2 separate regions of the Hordeum vulgare genome follow, and region 2 is linked to region 1. The links are chromatin contacts, called in public Hi-C maps. All regions are on one chromosome and are shown on one strand. The core of a region is the stretch at or near the end of the contact, and the rest is flanking DNA. Distances in the headings are between cores, read along the strand shown.

Region 1 (4,616 bases), core at 962-3,461:
CCAAATAAAATAGTTCTTCACTGCATTACTTAAGATATGTTCTTACTAGTAGCATAAAGTTCAACAATTAACAGAACCAACACTTAGCATAGGTTCTCAACTGACTACCATCACTCCAGTTATCATCTCCATTACCATAACTTAAACAGTTCATATAGGACTGCACAAAATATACTCCTACCATCATCTTGCAAGGCATGTTATATATGTAGGCCAACTTAGTTACTTAACCACCGTTGTGCAAATATTCAAGCCTCAAGTATGGCCTTGATTTCCTCTAGCTTTTCCTTGCTCCCATGGCCAGTATTCAGCAGATCAACAACAACTTTCTCCAACTCTTTCTTCTCTTGTGCAAGAAGATTCGTGTCCACCTTCATCTCTTTCATATCCTTCCTCGTGTTTTGAATTATGTTTGCCCGGGCCTTCAGGATACACTTCTACTCCTTTGCTAGCCTAAGCTTCTCTGTCTTCATCTCCATCTCTACCTCTTCCTTCCTCTTCTCATATTTCTCAGCATCCATTGCTTTCTGGTAGTCCACCTTCCCAATACCATCCCGCGAGTCAAACATCTCGCTAACACCATCAACCATTTTGTGATACTGAGTGCAGACATGATCATGCTCCTTCTTCAACTTGGCAACCTCATCATCATATGATGCTTGTCTTGAATCCCGTCAAGGTTTTTCTCATGGAACATTTCCCACAACTTGATGAGGCAGTTCTTAAGTACATCAAACCAGACAGGGTTAACCCACTGGACTACACCACAGTTCACACCTCCCTGTTCAATCAAACAACATTTGTAAATTCAAAATTTAATCACTCAGGCAACACTTGTAGCTATAAACAACCGTTGTGCAATGAACTACTAATTGGAAGCAAAACAACTATTGCTGCTTACTCACACCCACCCGAACATGGCATCCATAAAACCTCCTTCTAGTGTTAGCTCCTTCAAAAGCAACACACTTCCTAGGCATCATCTCGTGCAGTGTGCATTTGGGAACTTCCTCCATGGGAGCACCACAGAACAATGGCTCGGGGATGGTGTCAGGTGTGACCTACACACAGTAAAAGCTAAATGAGTCAGAAATCCGTCCACTATATGCAGATCCATCAACCAAACCAAAGAATCCGTCCATAATTGCAGATCATGAACCCTAAACCTCAAATCGAATGAAACCTAAACCTAACCCTAACTCTAAATAATGGGAAAGGGAGAGGATGTAACTTACAAAGTACCCCATGTCCATCAGGTTGCCACCGATGATGTCGTCGTCGGAGCTCTCGTCCCCATCATTCCAAGAAGGCATCCTTGTCGGTGACGAGGAAGAGAGGTGGTCGACGGCGATGGCGAGCTCGAGGCACGAGAGCAAAGAGCGAGGGGAGAGAGTGAGAGTGAGTGCGAGCCGGCTCGGTCGCTTTACAACGGTCGAAACGGGTCGACCTAACGGCCGTCCGCGCGCGCCATCAGCCCGTGGATGACAGAACCCTGACGGGCGGGTCCTACGTGCCATAAGCGCATTTAAAATGTAACCGTTTGGTCATTATTTTTTTTTTAAAACAGTGCACCATTTTTATGGTAGTTTTTAAAAGATTAATCATTTTTTCTATAATCAAAGCCTGTAACGTGATAGTTTTTTGCTACATACTTCAATGCAACCCCTCGGACGGTGACGGCAGGAGAAGAAGGGATCATTCCAGCCAGTCCGTTCATCACCAGAGGCCACATTTGCATGGGTTGCTCGGCGGTTCGGCCGTTGGACATTTCTTCGGGGTTTCGGCACTCGAGAAGAAGCGGAGACGAAGGCCCAAAGGCTGATCGTGCGGGCGACGACTTGGTACTGATGCTACTCTTCGTGCCACCCTGAATCTTCTACTATTACGCACTTGCAGCTCCGAAAGAAAACATTACAGAAAGAAACTGCAGGAAGCAACGCGGTTGCCACCTGCCAAAAGTAGACAAGTAGCACAAGCGAGCCAGCCAGTGGAGCCCGTGCGTGGCTCAGTCAGGTCAGGCCCGAGTCGTCTCTCACCCACTGCCACCTCGAGTACTGCCGCTGGAGCCTTGGATTTATTCACTGCTGAAATAATTCAGGGAAATGTTATTCATTTCTAATCACCGAGCGTACCCACTCCTCAGCAGATTAGCGACAATTATTGCTTGGGCTGCTAGACCAGGAGCCAGTGAGAACGCCCTCTTCCGGCCCAAACGAACGCGCAAACACTTTGTCGTCCGCGGCCACCAACCAGGCCTCGGTTTCTGTGCCGGCACGTTTCATCCGCCAATTCGAACAGTTCCCATTTTCCCCGTGCGCCCCTCCCCTCCCCTTACCCCTTTCTCTTTTCGCTCCGGCGTCGGCGAGGGCGGCACAGATCTGCGGCGGGCCCAGGATGGTGAACGTCAACTGGGAGCTGCAGGGCTGCTGCCAGCACAACCAGGTCGTCTTCATCGCCGCCGTCGGCGTCTCCACCGTCGTCATACTCGCCGTGAGCCCCATCCCCCGCTAACCCACCCGCCGCCTTCTTCTTCTTCTTTTCTTTTCTTTTTTTGAGGGGCCGGCCGCCGCTGTCTTGTTTCTACGGGACTGCTGAAGCGACGGGGAGTTCCTGATTTGGGTTTTTTGCCTTCCTTGTGTGCAGCTGTGGAGGACGTTCCTGCTCACGCCTTTCAAGCTCATCACCGTCTTCCTCCACGAGACCAGCCACGCCCTCGCCTGCAAGCTCACCTGCGGGGATGTAAGCCCACCGTTTCCCCACTTACCGATGTGTTTTTCTTCTTCTTCTTCTACTGCGGACACCGACGCTTCAAGCTGTACGACAGACGCTGTGCGTTGCAATCTGAGCAGACCTGGGCTAGGCTAAAAACGATTAGGATTTAGGGTAGGTGATTTAGCACTTTGATGATGCAAGGGTAGGCAAGTGGGTGGCCAATCCACACCAGTTCGGATTGGTGGATTCCATAGCACAATGTGATAGCGCCTTTTAACTGTTTGCTTTTCTTTCTTTCTTGGTCACATGGAGTTGTTCACATCATCAAAGCATGAATATTCTCATTCTTCAGAAAAGAGGGGTATCCAAGGCGCACCTACCCCCCTTTTTTTCCTTCTCCTTTTGAGTTTGAACTACAATTTGCAAGTGAGGGATTCTGCTCAAAAGTTGCTAATTTTCTAGAGAATGTGTGCTCTCTTGGACATTTTCTTATGCTCCAGTGCTACAATGGTATGGGCGTGCAGATTACTGATTCGATGATAGCAGGCGCGTGAATGGATCTTCGCTCCCATTGTTGGCACAGCATGTGCACATGCATTCTAAAGGGACAACTGCATGATTAGGGTGCATGCAAATTTCTGTTTAGTGTATTTTCTATTTTGATGTAGGCATTTGCAGAATTGGAAATTCTGAGTAGTAGTCATCAGAGTTGTATCGCCATTATCCGCAACAAAAAGAGGAGTTGTACCGCCGTTACCCGCAAGAAAGGGAGGAGTTGTATCGCTGTTGGTCTATTCTGTTGTTATTATTGCATAATTTGTTTGGTGTCCAATTTTGTTTTTGTCGGTTCTTTCTTCCTTTTTCCTATGCTCAAAACTTCGCTCAACTAACTGATATTTATTCTTGGAGACTGTTGATTCTGTATGTGGACAACCCTAGAGGTAAGAATAAGATAAGAACGGTCATTACTGATTTTGGAACATTTAGAAGGCGCATTGCATTCCTTTCATTATCTAGCTATGTCCCTTAATTTTCATATTTAGATCTTTCTTTCAGAAATTTAGCGATGATGGATTCCATACAGAACTATGTGATAGCACCTTTTTTGGTTGCATGGTAGTACATGGTTATATACTATGATTTTTTATTTTGTTTTTGCGTTCTTCTTGCAATCTTCCAAAATGAGCGATTCCATCAAAAAGACGTAAGACCGCTAGCCTGCACTAGCACCATTTTCGAGTGAGGAGTTCTAGTGAAAGATAGCATTTTTTTTCTGGAGAATGTATCATCTCTTGGCATTTTTTTGTACTACGTACAACGCTAAAATGGACTAGTCGTGTAGATTAACGGCTCCTGTATAGCAGGCATTAAATGCGTTATTGTCGCAGGGGGGTAGCGTTTCTATGTGTAATCTGTGGGAGTGTGGGACTGTGGGGTCAGCCTGTTTGATTGCAAGCTTAGTTCTATTCATATTTATGTCCGCATGGGTAGAATTGGAAGTTCTGATTAGTGGTCATCGGAGTTGAATCGCCATTGGGTTAGAACAATCCATGGGTTATTTTATGGTTATTATTATTGCTTAATTTGTGGCATGGCAATATTTGTTTATCATTGTTATTTCCTCTTTTCCTCCATGCTACATACTTTGTTGAACTAACAGTTATTTATTGTCAGAGAGTGTTGCTTTTATTTTTGGACAACCCCATAGTTAACACAAGAATGATGATTACTGAATTTTCATAGAAAACATTTAATAGGGATCTACGGAGTTCCTTATCTAAGTATGTCCTTTAATCCTGAAATTTAGGTGCAAAAGTATCTAGTCTCTTTCTATGTTTGGACTGGATTATTTTTTCTTACGTAGCCACGCGGTTTCAAGTTTTTATTCATGGATGGAATTCGCA
Region 2 (4,616 bases), core at 854-3,353, 540 kb before region 1:
GCCAACAGTGAAACTCAACAAAACTGACTCCGATACAGATATTGAGGTGAGACTACAAGCCACCACCTCACCCTGCTCACTTGCTTCTCACATAGGGATCCCCAGTGGCCAGCAGGAAGAAACTTCATGTCATCTTCTTCTGTGGTTATGATCGACACTTCTTCACATGCTCCCACTATCTTCATCAGTCACCAATTAAAAGAGCAAAAAAATAAGTGCCGTTTTTTGTGGGCGCCCTGCCTGATCAAGGAAGGCCAAAATTGGTATAAATGTGATAAATCTCCACCAGACGCACATCTTGATGTATACAGAACTAAACTAATGCCGTTCCATTTACACTATGCACAAGCACCAATTCACCAATATGAGACCTAACAGAACCAGCCACGATGTGTTCAGTTTTGTGTATCCTGAGCTTGTCAGCAAAGCTAAACCAATACAACTCAATCCAATAAGGCAACCTCAGGCCCTGCCATGCTGCAATCCTCTAGGTCTGTTAGACAAACAGCACAATAAATCAATTCAACACTGCCTAAGAAATTGCAACATCCAAATTCCAGAATACAACGCCAACACATACCTGCCCTGACAAAAAAAAGGCAGGCGCTAGGCAATCACAACACACCTAGCGCTTAATGTGCACTTTGGTCAGAAAAAAGCGCAAGGCGGTGGCAAAACACACAATTAACGCCTAGCGCTTCTTTTTTCCTTGGTTGATATTAATACCTAACACCATAGGCACAAGAGCACAAAACCCGAACCTGCTGTCCAGCCGCAATCAGCCAATCACCCACAAGGCCATAGCTAGAAGCCAAGGAGAAATATCACATCGTCAAGCAAACCCGCCAACTTAGAATGTGCATAATTTCATGGCAAAATTTACATCAAAAGTTCCAAATGCACTGATTCTAGATGATATGTAACCTAAGTCATAAATATAACTGCTACGCACAAAAATTTGCAGTTCGACGAACAATTTTCAGCTGGTAAATCTTCCGAGCCCTGGTTATCAATATTGCAGGTGACCTCACAGCACACGACAAAACTAAGTATGAGCTGCTTTAGGGTTTACACATGTACTGAGAATAGCAGACAAATAAGTAAGAATTTAGAGCATATGTAGCATAAGTATAGCCAGCGCAAAAAGGTTACAAAAAAACATCCCAACCCCAGTAATAGCAAAATTAAAGAATAGCAAATTTGGCTCCAGCAATAAATACCACGTAGCAGATCCTGTTATGCGTGCAATTAAGAGACGAACATCCGAAGCATCAGCTTACCTGCTTGAATTGGTTGAGCAGCTCGTCGCTACGGCCGTGGAGAGCAGACTGAATCCGTTCAGAGTCGAGCAAATTCAAGGACCTCCCAAAGTAGTGCAGGTAGACAACGAGCGCCGCGCCGTGGGCGGCCGCGGCGAGCGCGCCAGCGGCCATGAGCGCCCAGTCGAGGCCGTCGGCGAACTCGAACAGCCTCCAGAAGGAGACCGCGGCGGGTGGGGGCTCGACCTCGTCCTCCTCCACATCCTCGTCGTCGGCGCCTTCCCCCTCCCTGACCCCGACGCCAGCATCCCCCGACGGCCCGTCCCCGTACGGCGACGGGGACTCCGGCGGCTCCGAGACCTCGGACACCGGCGTGAGCGGCTGCACGTGCGGCGAAGCCCAGCCGAAGAGCCCACTGGGCACCATCTCCTCCGCGGAACCCCTGGAGAAGCCGACGACGCCGTGCAGAGCCCTAGGATTTGGACGAGCTCATCACAACAGCTTAGCTCGGCGAGGGGGGGCGGCGGCGGCGACGACGACGAGGTTTCTTCCGAAGCAGTCGCCTCCCGATTAGATTAACCCCCCGGAGACCAATACTACCGCACAAGGAAAGAAAAGGGCCTTTTAAAATCTACTACTCGGTGGCACACGGCAACGCGAGAGAAGGCGTCGAGGAGACCCGGTCAGAGGAATTCGGCCGCGCCTCCCACCCCACGACGCAACGAGCAAAACCCTCCGACTCCGGCTCCGGCGAGCGTCCAGCGGCTGCCCGTCGCCGGCGAGGAGGCGGTCGCGGTCGCTGTCGTGTGGTGGGATTATTCTGGTGCGCGGAGTCAGTGCGGGCAGGGGGGCGGAAGGGGGGAGGGAGGGAGGCGTGTGCGCTTGACTGATTGCGGTGTGATGGGCGGGGGCCCATGCGTCGGTGGCCTTTGCGCCGGGGGTAGGTGCAAAGCAAAGCAAAGCTGGCGGCGAGGACCGCCGGGGGCCCAAATGGCGGCGTGGGGAGCCGGGCCGGGCCCCCGGGTCCCGCGCGTACGGCGGGGGTTGTGGGGCAGGCGCCGCAGCGACAGCGGTGGAATATCTCGGGGGTGTTAAAATTAGGCGGGCGGGGATTGGTGCGGAAAGGTCTCGTGGGCATCGAAGCTGGCGGGGCCCGTGGGACCGGCGGAATGAGCTGTGCTGTCTCAGCCAGCCTTGGCTTCGCTAGGGGCACGCTGGTTGCGGAGCTGGACGCGCCGTGCTTGGTTGCTTCATGGGACGCCACGGACGGACTGGCTTGTTGCGCATGGAATTTGCCTCATGTCCCTTTTCTTACTGAATGAATGCCTTGTACCCGCGTGTGAGATGTGTTAGGATGGCACAATATTCCCATGAATGCTCGTATGTGCACCAAATAGTACGACGCCGGCATATGTCGAGCAAATTCACTCTTCCGACCCACGTGACGTAAAGAATTCACAGAACGAACTCGTTCCGAAAAGATTTCACGTTTTGATCCTTTTAAAAAAGCCAGAAACCGTGGCGTTGCTGCGGCACTTAGAAACGCCAGTCTAACGTAGCGTTTCTGGTCCATATTCAAACGCCAGTGTACCGTGGCGTTGCAGTCCAAATAGAAACGCCATAAGTGATGGCGTTTCTTCTGCTTAGTCGAACGCCATTGTTGTTGACGTTCCTGGCGTTTACCTTTTGCACAGTCGCAGACACACATGCGAATGGAGTTTGGAATCTTGGGGCTGGATGCAGAAAGAACGCGCGAGCGGCATGGCGCGACGGCCTAGGAAGAACCAACAGCGGGCGACCTTGGGGCTGGCGAGACCGATACAAATTGATGGATTTGATAGAAAGAAAGAACCAGACACTCTGATCCATCCATCTCATCTCGTCTCTGCATGCAGAGAACACACATGCATCCTTTCAGATCTGAGCAAGATCCATGCAACCATATCAATGCTAAACACAGCGAGGCGAATCCATCGTTCATGTGCGGTTGTGCAAAAGGCAAAGCGTAATGTGGTAGTACTACTTGTGCTGTCGCTGTTAAGCATGTTGTCTAATCCATGTGACGCTTGACATTGGGAAGCAAGCTAGCAGTGGAAACGTCATCAATTATGGTGTTTCTAGCTCGGCCACAGACGCGAGCTAGTTCGGCGTATGAGTATGAAGCAGAAACATGAAGCTAGACTGGCGTTTCTATGTACACCAGCAACGCCACGGGTTCTGGCGTTTCTAAAAGGGTCAGATCGTGAAATACTTTCAGATCGAGTTCATTTTGTGCATTCTTTTCGTCTCGTGGGTCAAAACAGTGAAAAAAACCGCAGATGTCCGCCACAAAGGGTTCGTACGGAGTCGTCCCCTTCCTGCGTTGTGGCCGGCGATGTCGACCGCGAGCTCATGGCCATGGTTGTTTGTTAGGATATGAATATCCCTTGCTATATTACTCACGCACAGATACAACTTAGTTCTCTCTCTTATTCAATTACAATTTGGGAAGGAAGGAGAAAGGGGAAAATGGATGTCGTGTCGTGTCGTGCCTCGTCCTTGATCTATATCCGGATGACTTCACACGTCGAGTGATCTTGCTTAAGTATAGGTGATTCACGTAGGGCCCACGGAGCGTCTGTTGGGTTGTGCGATCCTATATGGTTGGCTCAGTACACGATCCCCACCCTGCGACGTTACTAGATCTGAGGTGGTCATCAGGGTAGCGGACTTGGCTGTCATGGCAGCGTTCTTGTTGGCTGCCATGGCAGCTTACGGTTGCGTTGTCCTTCACTAGGATTTGGATCGCTCGCATCCCCTTCTCCTTGAGAGACGGCTTGCCTCAAAACGGTAGATCAGTGAAACGCTCCTTTAGTTGGACAACATCTTCTTAAGTGGCATCAAGAATGTCAGGATCCGACCAGCGAATAAGAATCTCCTCCTCGCGACCCATGGGTGTTTGTTTCCAGCAAAAATTCAGCACTTCGACTAGCTCAAGAACATGTTGTCAAGGTTGAGGAAGATGTGCTCACGCCACAATGCTTGGGTTGATTGCTGGACGAAGTTGAGAAATGTAAAATACATCATGTACCTTCGATCCTTCCGGCAATTTGAGCTTGTAGGCAACTGGATTGGTCTTGTGCATGATGGTGAAAGGGCCAAAATATATGAATGCTAACTTGTGGTCAGCACGCCGCTCGACTAAAGTTTGAACGTACGACTTGATACGTCTCCAACGTATCGATAATTTATAAAGTATTCATGCCATCATTGCCTATGTTTACAACACTTTTATATGGTTTTGATGCATTTTATATGATTTATTTAGAACTAACCCAGACTGACGCTATTTTCAGCAGAATTACCATGGTGTTGTGT

Evidence for each region. Hi-C and Micro-C count contacts between places; a contact is called where the count stands out from the background.
Region 2: a contact with region 1 is called in a Hi-C map of seedling, with 4 times the contacts expected there. The contact joins the promoter of LOC123448984 here to the promoter of LOC123448981 in region 1. A contact is called at or near these places in 2 of 6 Hi-C or Micro-C datasets (leaf and seedling) and 1 of 1 datasets of contacts at active chromatin or transcription factors (embryo).

The regions. Positions count from the first base shown.
Region 1 is chr4H:465,561,224-465,565,839 of MorexV3_pseudomolecules_assembly, reverse strand. LOC123448981 reads left to right here and starts at 2,211. Exons shown (of 10, transcript XM_045126041.1): 1 at 2,211-2,490; 2 at 2,644-2,739. The coding sequence starts at 2,395.
Region 2 is chr4H:466,097,708-466,102,323 of MorexV3_pseudomolecules_assembly, reverse strand. LOC123448984 (ABC transporter B family member 6-like) reads right to left here and starts at 2,103. Exons shown (of 13, transcript XM_045126044.1): 1 at 1,281-2,103; 2 at 548-580; 3 at 72-179. The coding sequence starts at 1,685.